Regions from separate parts of the Mus musculus genome. Here all the other regions are linked to region 5. The links are chromatin contacts, called in public HiChIP or PLAC-seq and promoter capture Hi-C maps. All regions are on one chromosome and are shown on one strand. The core of a region is the stretch at or near the end of the contact, and the rest is flanking DNA. Distances in the headings are between cores, read along the strand shown.

Region 1 (2,700 bases), core at 72-2,571, 550 kb before region 5:
CCCTATTGGTAGCTGGGAACTCAGTGTTCTCTATCATTGATGTTGTTGTAAGTTTATTTTTGTAAGTCATGCCTACATTAAAGTTATATCAGTTAAATGAATACCAAATGAATAGAGCCCTTACACATTATCTAAAAATTAGTTCTTCCCATTTGGGTACCCGCCGTGGGTACAGGGCCTTTATCAGAATCATAGATGTTAATAAAATGTAGGATAGAAAAGCTAACAGTAACTGGTGAAAATAGAAAATCTTTTCCTTATGCAGATATTCACTTAAAAATAGTTAAAAACAACATAATTAGCCAAAACAAATTTACCAACCAAGAACAAGTTGAAAAACTTAAACTAGGCTTTTTAAAGGAGTTATTGCAAATATTACTTAGAAACCTTTTTCTCACTGAACTTCATATTTGTTTTTGTGTATTTAAAGATCTATTTGTCAGGGTTATTTTTTAAAAGAAACATTGTGGAGATACAGAAACAAGTTTAGTCACTTGTTAATGAATTGATTTCGACATACCTTTTTCAAGTTAAAAATAGATGAAGTCTGTGTAACTTTAAAAGTTTAAGTGTTTTGTGTATTAATAAATTATTAAATGGCAAAGATAGTGATACTGTCAGCAGTACTTTTTCCAGCCTTCTCCCCTGTGTTTTATTTGCTGACTTCTTTTTAACCAGATTATCTACTAAATATAGAAAGGGTAAACTTTTCACCAAAGATGTAAAACAGGCTCTGGGCTGTGTGTGCTTATGGGATACTTTAGCACACACACCCCTACCCCTACTCTCTGCCTCCTCCTCCTCCGCCCCCCCCCCCCCAACTGCATTACTTACAAGAAACGCTCCTATGTAATATTAACTGAATGCGATTCTAAACATTTCCCAATATTTCGCTATATATTGTATTCGGTATTCACTGCAATCCTTTAAGGAGACAGTCTTATTAGTTTCTTATCAAATCATAGAGATCTTATTTTGCATATTCCAAGAATCAAACGTGCAGTTTAACTCCGACGATTGCAAACGTCACTACTACGTCGTTCTGTTGAGTCCGCTGACACTGCACTGACTCACGCATTCCACGTTCTAACTAGCAAAAGGAAGCTTTGCATCGTGGTCACGCAATACCTGCCTATAAACAAGGACTCTGAGCAGGGGCAATCAAGGTTCCTTGTGGCGTGATGGCAGAGGGCCGGTCTTGTTTCCTAGGTAACAGCCATTGCACACAAGCTGATAGGGCACCGCGCTCCCAACACCTCCACCAGTGATGTCACTTCCTTGGTCTGTGCGGTTGTCCCAGCGACGCCGGCGGAAAGGCGGTGTTGGGTACCCAAGAGACCAGGCGGTTGGAAGTCACTTCCTCCCGGGGACGCTGTTGCCTAGCAACCGCCTTCTGCCTCCATCTTTTGCCCCGCCTCCAGGTTATTCCAATACCTGGTTTCCCAGACCGCGAGGCCCGGGCCGGGGGCGACACCTGTGCTAGAGCATAGCCGCTGGGTTCTCAGGTGGTCACAGGGGCCCGGGTGCACGGGGAGCGGGGTGGATGCAGGAGGCGCGGGCCGTGGTACGTGGAGGAACGGAGGGGACCGTGCTGGGTGTGCGGGGCCCTGGCGCGTGCTGGGCCGGGAGCCGCGCGGAGCTGGGATGCGGACGCCGCCTGGCCAGCCCGGGGAGCTCTGGGCGGTGGCCGGCGATCCAAATGGGCCTCCGACGTCGCGCGCTGGAAGCCTGATGTGCTGCAACTTAGTGTGGAGATGTGTGTGTAACAGCAAACGAATGGTTTGGGAAAATGTCGCTGCTGCTTGTGGTTAAGCATCGTTTTGAATACTGTTATGTGCAAGCCATTTCCGGGGCTGGGAACCTTGACAGTCCTCTTGGTTGCAGCTTGAACTAAGTCGTGGTGGCGTCCGCAATGCTGTGTGTTTTTAATAATGGAAAGTGAAATTGTTTGGCAACATTTTGTTATTATGTAGTTCATTCATCCTTCTAGTGGATGTAGAACAGTAATAACTTCCTCATGGATTTTCTTTTCGTGAAAACCAATTTGTTGTGAAATTTTTATGTACTTAACATAAAACGCTCTTAACGTTTTTAGGTGAATATATTGTACAATGATTAGAGCGATTTCTCTTTGGAGCGGGGTTGTGGGGCACTAATCCCAGGAACAGTGTCTTGATCATGTAAAAACGTCTAATTCTTTAAAATATTTATATGTATATTTCAGCCACCATCAGAGGTTGAATGAATTATTTCAGTAATTTATTAACTGTTGTATAAAAGCAGAGAAAAAGGACACACCATGTCCGATGAAATCTTCAGCACAACTTTGGCGTACACCAAGAGTCCAAAGGCTACCAAGAGAACTTCCTTTCAGGTAAAACGCTGCAAAGCATTTGGTTTTGATTATGCTGCTGCCTAGCCCTTGCTGGTTCTCACAAGATCTGGCATGACGTGGGAGGAGTTCTTGCTTCACTGTTAGTGTGTTGTAGGTCATCTGTCAACTTTGGGCTCCAGTATTGAAACACCCCTCTCTGTAGGATCCTGTCTTCAATATTTGGTTTCTAAGTTGCAAGCCAAAGAGCGACTTCAGAGCTTGGCTCTCTTTAGATTTTGGTTTTCTGTCGTAAGCGTCACAAGGTCTGACTGTGCCAATGCTGCATCCAACTCTTGTTCCCGTGTTTATCACATTATGCCCATCTC
Region 2 (2,700 bases), core at 68-2,567, 520 kb before region 5:
TGGGTCATGACCAACAATTTTTTTTTAAGTTTTTCTCTCCTGAGACTTTGTTAAATTTCACAGACCAATTTTCCTAATTTTTTCACAACTTCAAGAAAAATTCTTTTTGTTTTGTTACACAGAATATAATCTATTACAGAAAATTTTACTCTTGGATTTCAGTGTAAAATATTGATATACTTAACCATTATAGGAAATCATTTCAGTCTTACAATAAAGAAAGATGGTAAACATATGATTTTTCTTTCCTTTTCTTTTTTTGTTTTGTTTTTTTGTTTTGTTTTGTTTTTTTGTTTTGTTTTGTTTTGTTTTTGAGACAGGGTTTCTCTGTGTAGCCCTGGCTGTCCTGGAACTCACTTTGTAGACCAGGCTGGCCTCGAACTCAGAAATCCACCTGCCTCTGCCTCCCAAGTGCTGGGATTAAAGGTGTGCGCCACCACTGCCCAGCTAACATATGATTTTTCTTAAACAGCAATATTCATCTTCATGTTTTACAGTATTATTGGAAAAAGAATACTACTTTAGATAAAACATATTAATTTCGTGGTGGTTTCTTTCAACAAATATTTTAGAAGAAGATAAAAATTCAAGGTCATTTGGACACCTTATAGTGTCATATAACCTTTTTTTTCTTTAATTTCATAGGAGTGGTTAGAAAAGAAAAATGTGTATTTACATGAAATGCACAGAATAAAAAGAATTGAAAGCGAAAACTTGAGGATCCAAAATGAACAGGTATCACAAAGACAGAATCATAAAAGATGGAATTTTACATCGGCAAAATGTCTCTGAATATTTAATGTTAGTGAATGAACTATTTTTAAGTGGTACAATGGAGATATTGAAGAACTGATTTCATCTTTTTAGTTTGGGTTCAATCTCACTTTTACATTAAAACACATACATTGTAAGTTTTATGCGCATGAGCTATAAGCAGCAGGGCTGATTGTGAACTTAGGATTTGTGTGACCAGCAGATTCAGTCACAGAAATTGACTTTGATCAGAGTTTAGCCAAGAAGTTGGATGCTACACACTGCCTTTCAGTTTTCCTGTTCTGTTTTTCCAATTCCTGTTATGACCTCTGACCCGCATTCCCCTCACGCCGGAGATTTTTGTCCTGCCCCCACTGTGATTCGGCTCTGTTCCTCTCACCTGAGAGCCCCTGCTCTTCTCTCCCGCTTCACTGTACTGATCCACACTAACATAGGCGCACAGGGACGCGTTCCTCCACTGAGCAGCATGGGGCCAGGCAGTTCTTTGTGCAGCAGCCTCCAGGGGCTGCGCCTCTGAGTGCTGAGTGTGCCCTTGGGCTCTTTTGCTGCTGAATTAGGTCACCTCTGTGATGCAATCTAGGTCTTCTAAGGTTGAACCGCATTCGAGGCCTTAATGAGGCTTAGAGAGTAAATTCATTATGTTTGAATCACAGCAGCTCTGGTACAGCCCCTGCATGTTTTAGTGCTGTTCCCTTAGTTAACATTTGGTATATGTTCACGTTATAGGACAGTTCTGCCTAGCACCAAAACAGGGATCAAGCCAAGCATCACACCCAGTATGCCTTGGGCAACTTACCGTAGTTTATAATCTCTTAACTTTCATGATATTGTTACTAAACATTTTATAGGACCAGTTAGCCTGGCGTAGTTTATTTGGAAAACATTTATTAGCATCCTCCCAAGGTCAAAAGATGCTTCGTTCTCATGAATTCTAAGTAGGGCAACGGGACAAGTGCTTTGACATTGCAAAAAGCAGGGAATAATTGGAGGAACGATTTTTGTAGATCAGCTTGTTCAAATTATTCTCACTAAGTTAACTGCTTTGTCGCTTCCTTGTATGGTAACTGTTGAGACATTTAAAGGCAAATACATACTTCTGAATTTATGTATAGGCTTCGACCTCTGTGTAGACACATCATTGAATGCTTTTCTTGTTTTTTGGTTTTGTGTTTTTAATCAACATAGAAAAAAGCTGCTAAGAGAGAGGAAGCCCTGGCATCATTTGAGGCCTGGAAGGCAATGAAAGAGAAGGAAGCAAAGAGAATAGCTGCAAAAAAGAGGCTGGAGGAAAAGAACAAGAAGAAAACAGAAGAAGAAAATGCCATGAGGAAAGGCGAGGCCCTGCAAGTGAGTGCCCCCGGGGGTGGGGGTGGGGGGGCATGACTCTGCTCTCGGTGCCCTTCAGTGCTGGGCTTGAATGCAGGATTTTTTGTACTTAGGCTGATCTCAGAAAAAGCCATGGCAAGTAAAAGAGTCACTCTGAACTTTTTTAGGCATTTGAAAAATGGAAAGAGAAAAAGCTAGAATACCTCAAAGAGAAGACCAGGAGGGAGAAAGAATATGAAAGAGCAAAGAAACAGAAAGAAGAGGAAGCGGTTGCTGAGAAAAAGAAAGACAGTTTAACTGCTTTTGAAAAATGGTAACTCCCCCCACGATGCGCAGTTCGGTATTTCATGGTAATGCTTGAGGCTTCCCTAAGAAATTAGTTACTGCTTACAGGTCTCCTCCGGCCTCTCAACCTCATGGCTTTCAAAGCTACAGGAGGCCATCGCCGGCATATACTCTTCTTTAACCTCCCAGTGTTTCATGTTCTCCCACACAGGAGTGAGAGAAAGGAAGCTCTCCTCAAGCAAAAGGAGAAGGAGAAAATAAATGAGAGAAGAAAGGAAGAGCTGAAGAGAGCCGAGAAGAAAGACAAAGACAAGC
Region 3 (2,700 bases), core at 1-2,500, 760 kb before region 5:
CAGGCTGTCAACTCAGATAGGCCCGGGAGAATGTTGTGATGCCTGGCCATTACCTTCCAATGCATCTCAGTCAATAATAAGAGAAAAGCAGCTTAGAAGCAGTCACACTCACATACCCTTTGTGCAGGCACACTTTGCTCTGGTCCCAGCAGTGGCTGGAACTTTGCAGTTTGTATACTCTGGGGCTTTGAGCAGCTCCTCCATCCTCGGAGGAAAGCCCGCATGAGGGCCACAAGCTGGACTCTTAGGTCCTGGCGTCCTTGAATTGCTCCCGAGTGAAGGATGCCACCCAGCTGCCCAGGGCTGGCGGCCTTGCGTGGGAGACAGTCGCCCACGCCTCGCACGTTCCCACTGCGGGACCACAGAGCTCAGCCATAGCTGCTCCCTGACCGCTATCCCTCCCGGGAGTCCCTTCCTCGCTTCTCCCCAGCGTGGGAACAGTGATCTTGCTTCCCAGGGGTGAACGAGATCAGGGGAGGGTGTGGGAAAGGATTTAGCCAAGACTTGGTAGAGGGCTGTATGCACAGGGAGTCCCGGCCGGCCAGCGAGGGCACCGCTATCACTTACTTAGTGATATCCAGACCTGGGGACCGCAACCTCCTGGAGCTGCCACCCAGCAGAGCACAGCCGCACTAGATCACAGATGAAGGGCGGTGGCGCTGGTGATGGACTGAGAGGTGACACTGGAGTCGCACCTGTCGGTCCCGAGCGGGTTCACCCAGGGCACTCAAGGCCACACAGAGCACATCATGGTTAACCTGCGCTAGTGGCGCGGAGGGACCCACGAAACACCCCCAGAGCTGGTTCCCACCGTGCTGTAGTCACTTCTCGCCTTTGTTTTTCCCTGCCATGACCCAAAGAATTCTAGTCTGTCTCTTCCCTGCCGCACAGGACTTCTTCCCACGTCTCAGTACCGTGCCTCGTCCCCTTCTCCAGTCCCCAAACAGTAGAAAAGCAAACAGCTGAGCGAACCCACCATGATGCGATCACAGGAGGCCAGGGGCATCGGGCCAAAGGTGTCTTTGCTCCGCTGGCTCCCCAGGCTGTGCACTGCTGCTCTTCGCCTTGGGGTCCGGTCCGGCTGGCAGGCACTGGAGGAGGGCTGCCTAGAAGGCGGTGTGTGAGAAACCCGCGGCTCTGAGTCCCTCCCACTTCTCCCAGGCTCAGCTAGAGAACTGAGTCTGCTCCCGCCCAGTCGCCATCCTCCAAACCACCAAAGGCAGACACACACACACACACACACACACACACACACACACACACACACACACACACACACACACATAGCAGGGAAGGGGACAAGGAAGAGAAAAAAAGAGACTCTAAGAAAAGTTGAAAAGTTGGCACATTAAAACTAAAAACATTTTCTCTAGTACAAGCTGGTGCAGAACCACTGTAGTTTCCTGAATCTGAAACCTGGTGGGGAACTTTCTTTCTCCTTGGGTGGCTTTGGTGGCCTGGCTTTTAGGTTTGAGGCTACTCTACTCATTTCAAAGGTAATTTTGTGGTCACAAGAATATTTTTTTTTTTTTGAGTAAGGTCTTGCCTCTATTTGGTTCACTACACTCAGCCCTATTTGCTGTTAATGCATGTGTGTGTGCATAACTGTTCTTTTATTTTTAAATCATTGTTCATACACACATATGTGTACACACAAAAATGCACACACACACACACACACACACACACACACTTACTCCTGGTGTCTTTTTAATCCTCCAAGTCCAAGAAGTCTAAGACAAAAAGTTATCTTGACATATCTACTTTCGACTCATCATCGACTCTGGTCTCACTGAGGAGGCCCCACTCATATGAGAAACGTTTTGTCCAGTGAAAACAACCATAAGAATTGTCCTAAAGAATGGATGGGAGTAGACAGAAACAGAATTAGCCAGAAATGCCAAGACAGCTACAGGAACCAGGGAAACTTTGGCCTTAAGATGGAACCAAACCTCGTAGGTCCTTTGCTGGTTCTGTTTTGGGTTTTGTTGTTATTTTCTTGTCATTTCCAAAGCTTCTCTTACTCCCAGAGCAATTCATGAACTTCTCTTAGTTCAGCAGGAAAAGTGAAATCTATTCTCAGACCATGAACGTAAGGCCCAAAAGGAAACAAAAACAAAGGGACTCATAATGTAAAGCAGCCAGCCCTATCAGTTTTAAAGTAAATAAAACATGACAGAAACATTCATGTGGGGGGGGGGGCATCCCTCTGACAGATAAAATGTTTCTGAAATAATGGTGTCAGTGTGGGATCTTGAAGGGCCCTTCAGTTTTGCAAGAGGATATGTGGAAGGAACTGCTTGTTGGTAGCAGAGGAGACTGAACAAAGGGCCACAGGCAGGTGGCAAGGTGGTGGTGTGGTGGCCAGGAGATAAGATGGGGTAGAAGGTAAAGGTGAGTGGAGTGCAGGAGGATGCAGAGGGCACAGGGTGCTGTCTCTGCTGTACTGTTCATGTAAGGACTCCTGAGCTACCTTTCTACACTGATGTCCCTCTTTCCCATGGTCCTTCCCTTCTGAGATAGGACGTGCTGAGCAGATAAGGGACACTTTAGTCTTACAGCATCTTCAGATCTGACACTGATATAAGGATGGCATGTAGGGGAAAGCCCATGTGTCTTCACTCTATTGAGAATAGAAAACAGAAGAAGTCTCAGGAAGACTATGGCAAGGAAGTTTTGTATAAACTGTAGGCAAAAAAA
Region 4 (2,700 bases), core at 200-2,699, 940 kb after region 5:
CATCTCAAAAAAGCTAAGCCAGCCTATGATTGTAGGTTGTAGATGTTAATTCTTTCCTGACGCTACTAACTTGATCATTTAAGTGAAGTACCTTCTATTCAATATAATTAATATGTGGAGGCTTCCAATCGTTGCATTATGAACGTTCTGAATTGTTTCCCTATGTTAAGTGTTCTCCCTTAAGCTTCACTTCTTTAAATGGGAGGGTGATTTTTCATTGGGCACTTATCCCGTTAAATGTTAACTTATAAATTTAGAACAAACAAACAAACAAAAACTTGGTAGCTTAGAAACTTCCAAAACATACTGTCAATGCCTGGCAGTTTTTGTATTCACTAATTAAAGGTTTAAGGTGCAAGTGTTCTTTGCTTAGAACAGAAAAACAAAACAAAACAAAACAAAAACAAAACAAACAAAAAAACAAAAAAACAACAAAAAACTTCGAGTGTAGTGAAATAAGATATTTTCCAGTACTCATAATATTTCCCTTTTGGGGAGGAAAAGGGTCTCTCCGTCTGAGTCCAGCCACCTTACCTACCATTTGCTCTTTGCTGAAGAACTTTCTGTCAGATCAAAAGCCTCCAGGCAATCTGAGCGTTTTACACCCGAAATAATATTTCTCCTTTTTGAAACTAGAAAAGCCTTTTCCTGACATCTAAGATGTAAACACAAGGTTCTCGTTTATAGGACTGAAGAAGTCATAAGATACTTATTAAAAGACTCCACTCACGCTTTGTCTGAGGTTTCGGTAAGTTGTTTTCTGACCGGTGATGCAATTCGGATGCTCCAGAGATGAACGAAAAGCAGAGAAGTGAAGCCCCTACACTCAGAAACAAGATCCTGGTCAGAAGGAAACAGTCCGCACCTCCTTGAACGACATCTTTTCCACTTCTAGGTCGCAGAGACTGCCGTCCAACCTTCACCATCAGAAACTATGATTGCGGACACATCTCCTGCCAGTGACCGCCTGCCCGGAGCCTGGGGACAAGAGAGGGGTGGACTGGATGTAAGTTGGGACAGCGTCACCGTTCACCCTAGCTTCCCAGGGTTCAGAGACACTACAGACACTCCCTTCTGTGACCCCAGGGCCAGAAAGGCTGTAAAGACGCAGATCACACAGCCGCGGGCTCTGGGACAGTGGCTGCAGCTCTCCGGTGGCCCCCTCTTCCCTGGGTGTCCCTCTTCCTGCAGGGATCACAGCAGGAAACAAACATCTGGCCCCAAAGCTGATCCGCCCGGCTGGGGGCGCAGGTGCTTCACTTTGGAAACCAGGTCCCCGCACAGCACAGCGGCCGCCCCGGTCGATTCGACCCTGTCCGGGGAGGGGTGCAGCAACCCGGCAGCAGGACCGATCCACCTACCTAGGAGTCCTCCAGCCGCCGCTCCCCGTGCCCACTAGCCATCTGGGCACCAGCCTAGGAAGACTGAAGACCTGGAAGTGAGGGAAGGGGATGTCCCCAGGTCAGGGCCCCGAACTTCCCGGTCGCCAGCACCGCCCCCGGTGCGGCAAGCGCCGCCCACAGGGGTCTGCAAGGGGAACGGAGCCTGGCATCAGAGCTGGCAGGAGCCACAGGGCAGGCAAAACAGAACTGAAAGTCCAGAGGCTCCGTGTGGGAATTCCCCAGGTGTCCTAAAGAGAAAGCTGCCTCCCAGCTCGCCTTTTGGCTGAGTTGAGCTGCTGCAAGGATTCTGGAAGGAAGAGGATATTCTGAAGAGACGCACTCTCTTTGGTTATTGGAATGCTCCAGCTAGGAAACGTTAAAAAATTACAGCCCTGTGCCAGTCACAGGGAGTTTTTATCAGTTCACCATGAGGAAAACACTGGAGGCCTGGACAATGATGGCTGAATGACTCGGGGGGATAGCACACCTTGACCAAAACTGCCTACTTATGGATTCTTTCTGTATTATCTAAATCTAAACCTGTGGTGACAGGATGCTGAACTTAGGATGGGGGCGTCGTACACCCTCATTATTTAGTTGTCTTCCTGATGTGGCTACACTGAATAGCTACTTTTCTGCTGTCTACTGATAATCATTTAAATACCCTATCGAGGCCCAAAAGGATAGGCTAGACAGCCAGGGCTGCCAAGACCCAGGTCCTAACTCTAACTACTCTAATCTCAGAATCTCACTTCTCCCTCAAACACATCTTTTGAACTCTTTTGCTATCTCTCCATCCTCAGAGGTTGCAACTTGGGCTCAGGAATATTTTCTCTTTCTCCTCCTTTTCAACACTTTGTCCCCCTGCCCTTATGTCTCTGGGATCCATTTCTGCTCAGCATCTGATAACAGAGTCTACCAGCCTCCATGCAGACCTGAATGGCAGCATTGTGCTTGGGATATGAATGGATAAGGATGGCACAGATATGTTTCTCTTTCCTTGGCCCCCAGAACAGCCCCCCTTCTAAGCATGGGGAAGATTCGGGGCCCCCACTTCTATCTATGGCTTTGAAGCTAAGTACTTCCCTTTCTCTATCCCATAGCTGCATCGCAGAGTGATTCTGAAAACAGCGTAGATTGGTTTGCTTCATGGTGGAGATGTGGCTCCATATTCCAGTTGTAAGGGGAAACCCCCTACTTTAAAACAAGTTAATCACCTGCCTCGGGTGCCTGTGATCCCATTTGACCTCGGCAAGGCGAGATTGGATGCAGAGCAAGCAACCTTACCCCCATTTTCACAAGAAAATGTCCTGTGAAT
Region 5 (2,700 bases), core at 6-2,505:
CCGAGTCAAACTAGAAATAAAAGGTGTCTACCAGGAATGTCTTCTAGCAGGAATTTTGAGCCTATTTAAGTAAAGGGAATTCACTCTGTGCATCTAGGAGAAGAGAAAACTGGACACCTTCTTGCCAATTACCCTTCGTGGGAAAAGTTCCAAGTCCTTCAGTCTCTTGCCCCTGATCATTTGAACTACCTTGTGTGTGCAGACCAAGATGACTAGTACAGCAGTAACAAGCAGCACTTTGGAATCTCTGGAAGCAGCCTGTGTGGCCACACCCTTTTATTGCACATTTTGAAATAGCCTTTCTGCGAGGCAAACTGCCCTTTGTTTACCAGATCTCCCCTAGAAACACCAGAGCTTTCCTTACTTAATCTACAACTCCTAAGAATGGTATGGTGGAGGAGATGTCCAAAAAGCTCCCGGATCCCGACCCCAGCTCCTGCAAGTCTCCTCCTACCTTCTCAGCCTGTGGACTGATCCGAGAGCCATATCTGCAGTAAGTCACAAAGTGTTCGCAGTTGTTCCACAGTAGGCTGTATGGAGTCAGTCCCAACTGCTGCTCAGCTCTGCGTGCCACCTCCTCATTGAGTAAGGACTTCTTCTTGAGAGTCCCGTCTAGGTGATTGACTAGGATGTCTGCTCCGTAGGCAAAGTCCTCTACTGTGTCCACACGGATGCTAGCCACCTTGCAAATGACTCCCAGGAGGAGACGCTTGTTGGAGACCACCTTCTGAGTGCGTTCCTTGTCATTGGTCAGGGCCAACAGGATGTCAGGCATTAGATGGGCGACACGGTTTTCCCCCAGGTAGATCCCATAGTGGATAAAATGGGTCCGTGACACCTCCAACACGTCGCCCCGGACGAAAGAGCTGATTTCATAGGGACGGTTCTTCCCTGTGCCTCCTCCCGGGACGCTCACGCTAAAGAGCTTGAAGTTGGAAATAAGGAGCAGTTTCTCCAGGAGGAGGGACGCAGCTTCCAGCATTGGGTTCTTCATCCTAAGGCAACCAACCACTGGCTGCAACTGTTCTGTACGAGGTGAGCTCTCCGGATCGCCGCGCTGCAGCGCTGCTCACCTGCGGAGCACCGCTGCGGCTGCCCAGAGCCAGGAGAGCAAGAGATCAGAGGAGAAGCCAAAGTGCTTGGCTCAGCCACCCAGTGCAGGGGGTCAAAGAAAGGAAGTAGTGTCGGTCGGCTGTGGGAACAGTGGCACCCGCGCTTGAGGAGCTGAAGAGGTAGTGTGCCTGGGGGCGGTGCTCTGGGTGCGCTCTTCGCTGTGGCTCTTATAGAGGTGCAGAGGGCGGGCCGAATGCGGTCACAGGCCGGAGAACACGGATTGGGCACGGGCGTTCTGCACCCTGACTTCTCCTCGAGCGCTCTGCTTCACTAGGGAGACCTTTAAACAGCCAGCGTAGGAGAGATGCCAGAGGCGTGGCCGCGCGAAAGATCCTGCACCTGCCAGGAATGGAGCACCTTTCTTGGCGGTGAGAAGCGCCTTCTGTAAAATTTCGGTATGGGACCCGCTCTAACCGATAATAATACCGTGGCCCTCAGCTTACTAAAGAATTTGCTTTGATTCGCCAAAGTGCCGGCTCCGCGAATTCCTGCAGATCCTACTTAAACTGATCTTTGTCGTTTTAAACACGCAAGCATCCATGAGCTCTCAGGTGGCACGCGGAGAAGTGGAATGGCTCTCTGTTCGTCCAGTGCCCCAGCGCGGAGGATCGGAACCCAACAGTCTGGACGCTCCAAGGCTCCAGTGCCTGTTGAGCGCGCGCCTTCCAACGGTCATCAAAAAAACCCCAACGCCCTCCAGCAAAGCAGGAGTCAAGCCAAGTTTCTTTGATGTCAGGTCCCAGCTTCGCTTCACACAACGACTGGTAGCTTTTGGTAAAGAGCTCCCTGCCGTCCAGGGAGACTTAAGGAAAGAGAACGTTATGGTTCTGCAAGGCGGTGCACGCTTGCAGCAGAACCCAGGCACAGTCGAAGGGGGTGGGGGAGCTGCCTAAGGAGGCTGCTGGGGCTCTGCAGGGCTGGGCTTTGGGTGCTCAGACCCGCCTGAATTTCTGTGCTAATTCATTATGTAAATGAGTAAATTCCCCCAGACAAAGGCCACAAGCGCCACAAAACTAAGAAAGCTTAAGCTCCAGGCTATCTTTTCTCTCTCTCTCTCTCTCTCTCTCTCTCTCTCTCTCTCTCTCTCTCTCTCTCTCTCTCTCTCTCCTATCTCTTCTCTCTCTCTCTCTCTCTCTCTCTCTCTCTCTCTCTCTCTCTCTCTCTCTCCTATCTCTTCTCTCTCTCTCTCCCCTATCTCTTTTCTCTCTCTCTCTCTCCTATCTCTTTTCTCTCTCTCTCTCTCCTATCTCTTCTCTCTCTCCCCTATCTCTTTTCTCTCTCTCTCTCTCTCCTATCTCTTTTCTCTCTCTCTCTCTCTCTCTCTCTCTCTCTCTCTCTCTCTCTCTCTCTCTCCCTCTCTCTCCCTCTCCTCTCTCTCTCTCTCTCCTCTCCTCTCTCTTTGAGACAGGGTTTCTCTGCAGTCCTGGCTGTCCTGGAACTCACTCTGTAGACCAGGCTGGCCTCGAACTCAGAAATCCACCTGCCTCTGCCTCCCAAGTGCTGGGATTACAGGCATGCATCACCACTGCCCGGCTGAGATCTCTGCCATGATGGAACCTAGACCAGGCTGAGGCCTGAGGCCACCCC

The links. Promoter capture Hi-C pulls out the DNA fragments that hold promoters and counts their contacts. HiChIP or PLAC-seq counts read pairs in DNA pulled down with a chosen protein or histone mark.
Region 1: a contact with region 5 is called in a promoter capture Hi-C map of stem cell-derived epiblast-like cells, with 2.8 times the contacts expected there. The contact joins the promoter of Map9 here to the promoter of Lrat in region 5. A contact is called at or near these places in 7 of 39 promoter capture datasets (the HPC-7 cell line, cranial neural crest, embryonic stem cells and 2 more).
Region 2: a contact with region 5 is called in an H3K4me3 HiChIP or PLAC-seq map of forebrain, with 5 times the contacts expected there. The contact joins the enhancer-like site here to the promoter of Lrat in region 5. A contact is called at or near these places in 2 of 39 promoter capture datasets (neural stem cells and second pharyngeal arch cranial neural crest), 1 of 115 datasets of contacts at active chromatin or transcription factors (forebrain) and 1 of 9 other capture datasets (adipose tissue).
Region 3: a contact with region 5 is called in an H3K4me3 HiChIP or PLAC-seq map of embryonic forebrain, with 4 times the contacts expected there. The contact joins the promoter of Gucy1a1 here to the promoter of Lrat in region 5. A contact is called at or near these places in 1 of 39 promoter capture datasets (hematopoietic stem and progenitor cells) and 1 of 115 datasets of contacts at active chromatin or transcription factors (embryonic forebrain).
Region 4: a contact with region 5 is called in a promoter capture Hi-C map of second pharyngeal arch cranial neural crest. The contact joins the promoter of Tlr2 here to the promoter of Lrat in region 5. A contact is called at or near these places in 3 of 39 promoter capture datasets (cranial neural crest, frontonasal cranial neural crest and second pharyngeal arch cranial neural crest) and 1 of 9 other capture datasets (pancreatic islet).

Annotation. Positions count from the first base shown.
Region 1 is chr3:82,356,751-82,359,450 of GRCm38.p6, forward strand. Map9 (microtubule-associated protein 9) reads left to right here and starts at 1,322. Exons shown (of 14, transcript NM_001081230.1): 1 at 1,322-1,505; 2 at 2,225-2,374. The coding sequence starts at 2,300.
Region 2 is chr3:82,381,249-82,383,948 of GRCm38.p6, forward strand. Map9 (microtubule-associated protein 9) reads left to right here. Exons shown (of 14, transcript NM_001081230.1): 10 at 646-735; 11 at 1,960-2,121; 12 at 2,268-2,413; 13 at 2,597-2,700. Among named protein-coding and RNA genes, the nearest start is that of Map9, 25 kb to the left of the region's middle. Within about 2 kb of position 1,318, at least 8 of the 459 cell types and tissues checked have an H3K27ac peak or open chromatin away from gene starts, as enhancers often do. A contact at or near this core is called in forebrain, where this site is marked.
Region 3 is chr3:82,144,696-82,147,395 of GRCm38.p6, forward strand. Gucy1a1 (guanylate cyclase 1, soluble, alpha 1) reads right to left here and starts at 1,251. Exons shown (of 9, transcript NM_021896.6): 1 at 977-1,251. It overlaps Gm29921 (a long non-coding RNA gene), which reads right to left. Exons shown (of 9, transcript XR_867373.2): 8 at 1,953-2,073; 9 at 1,703-1,854.
Region 4 is chr3:83,840,159-83,842,858 of GRCm38.p6, forward strand. It overlaps Tlr2 (toll-like receptor 2), which reads right to left and starts at 1,450. Exons shown (of 3, transcript NM_011905.3): 1 at 1,362-1,450; 2 at 731-978.
Region 5 is chr3:82,902,719-82,905,418 of GRCm38.p6, forward strand. It overlaps Lrat (lecithin-retinol acyltransferase (phosphatidylcholine-retinol-O-acyltransferase)), which reads right to left and starts at 1,256. Exons shown (of 2, transcript NM_023624.4): 1 at 455-1,256. The coding sequence starts at 994. All of the region lies in intron 2 of Rbm46os (RNA binding motif protein 46, opposite strand), which reads left to right.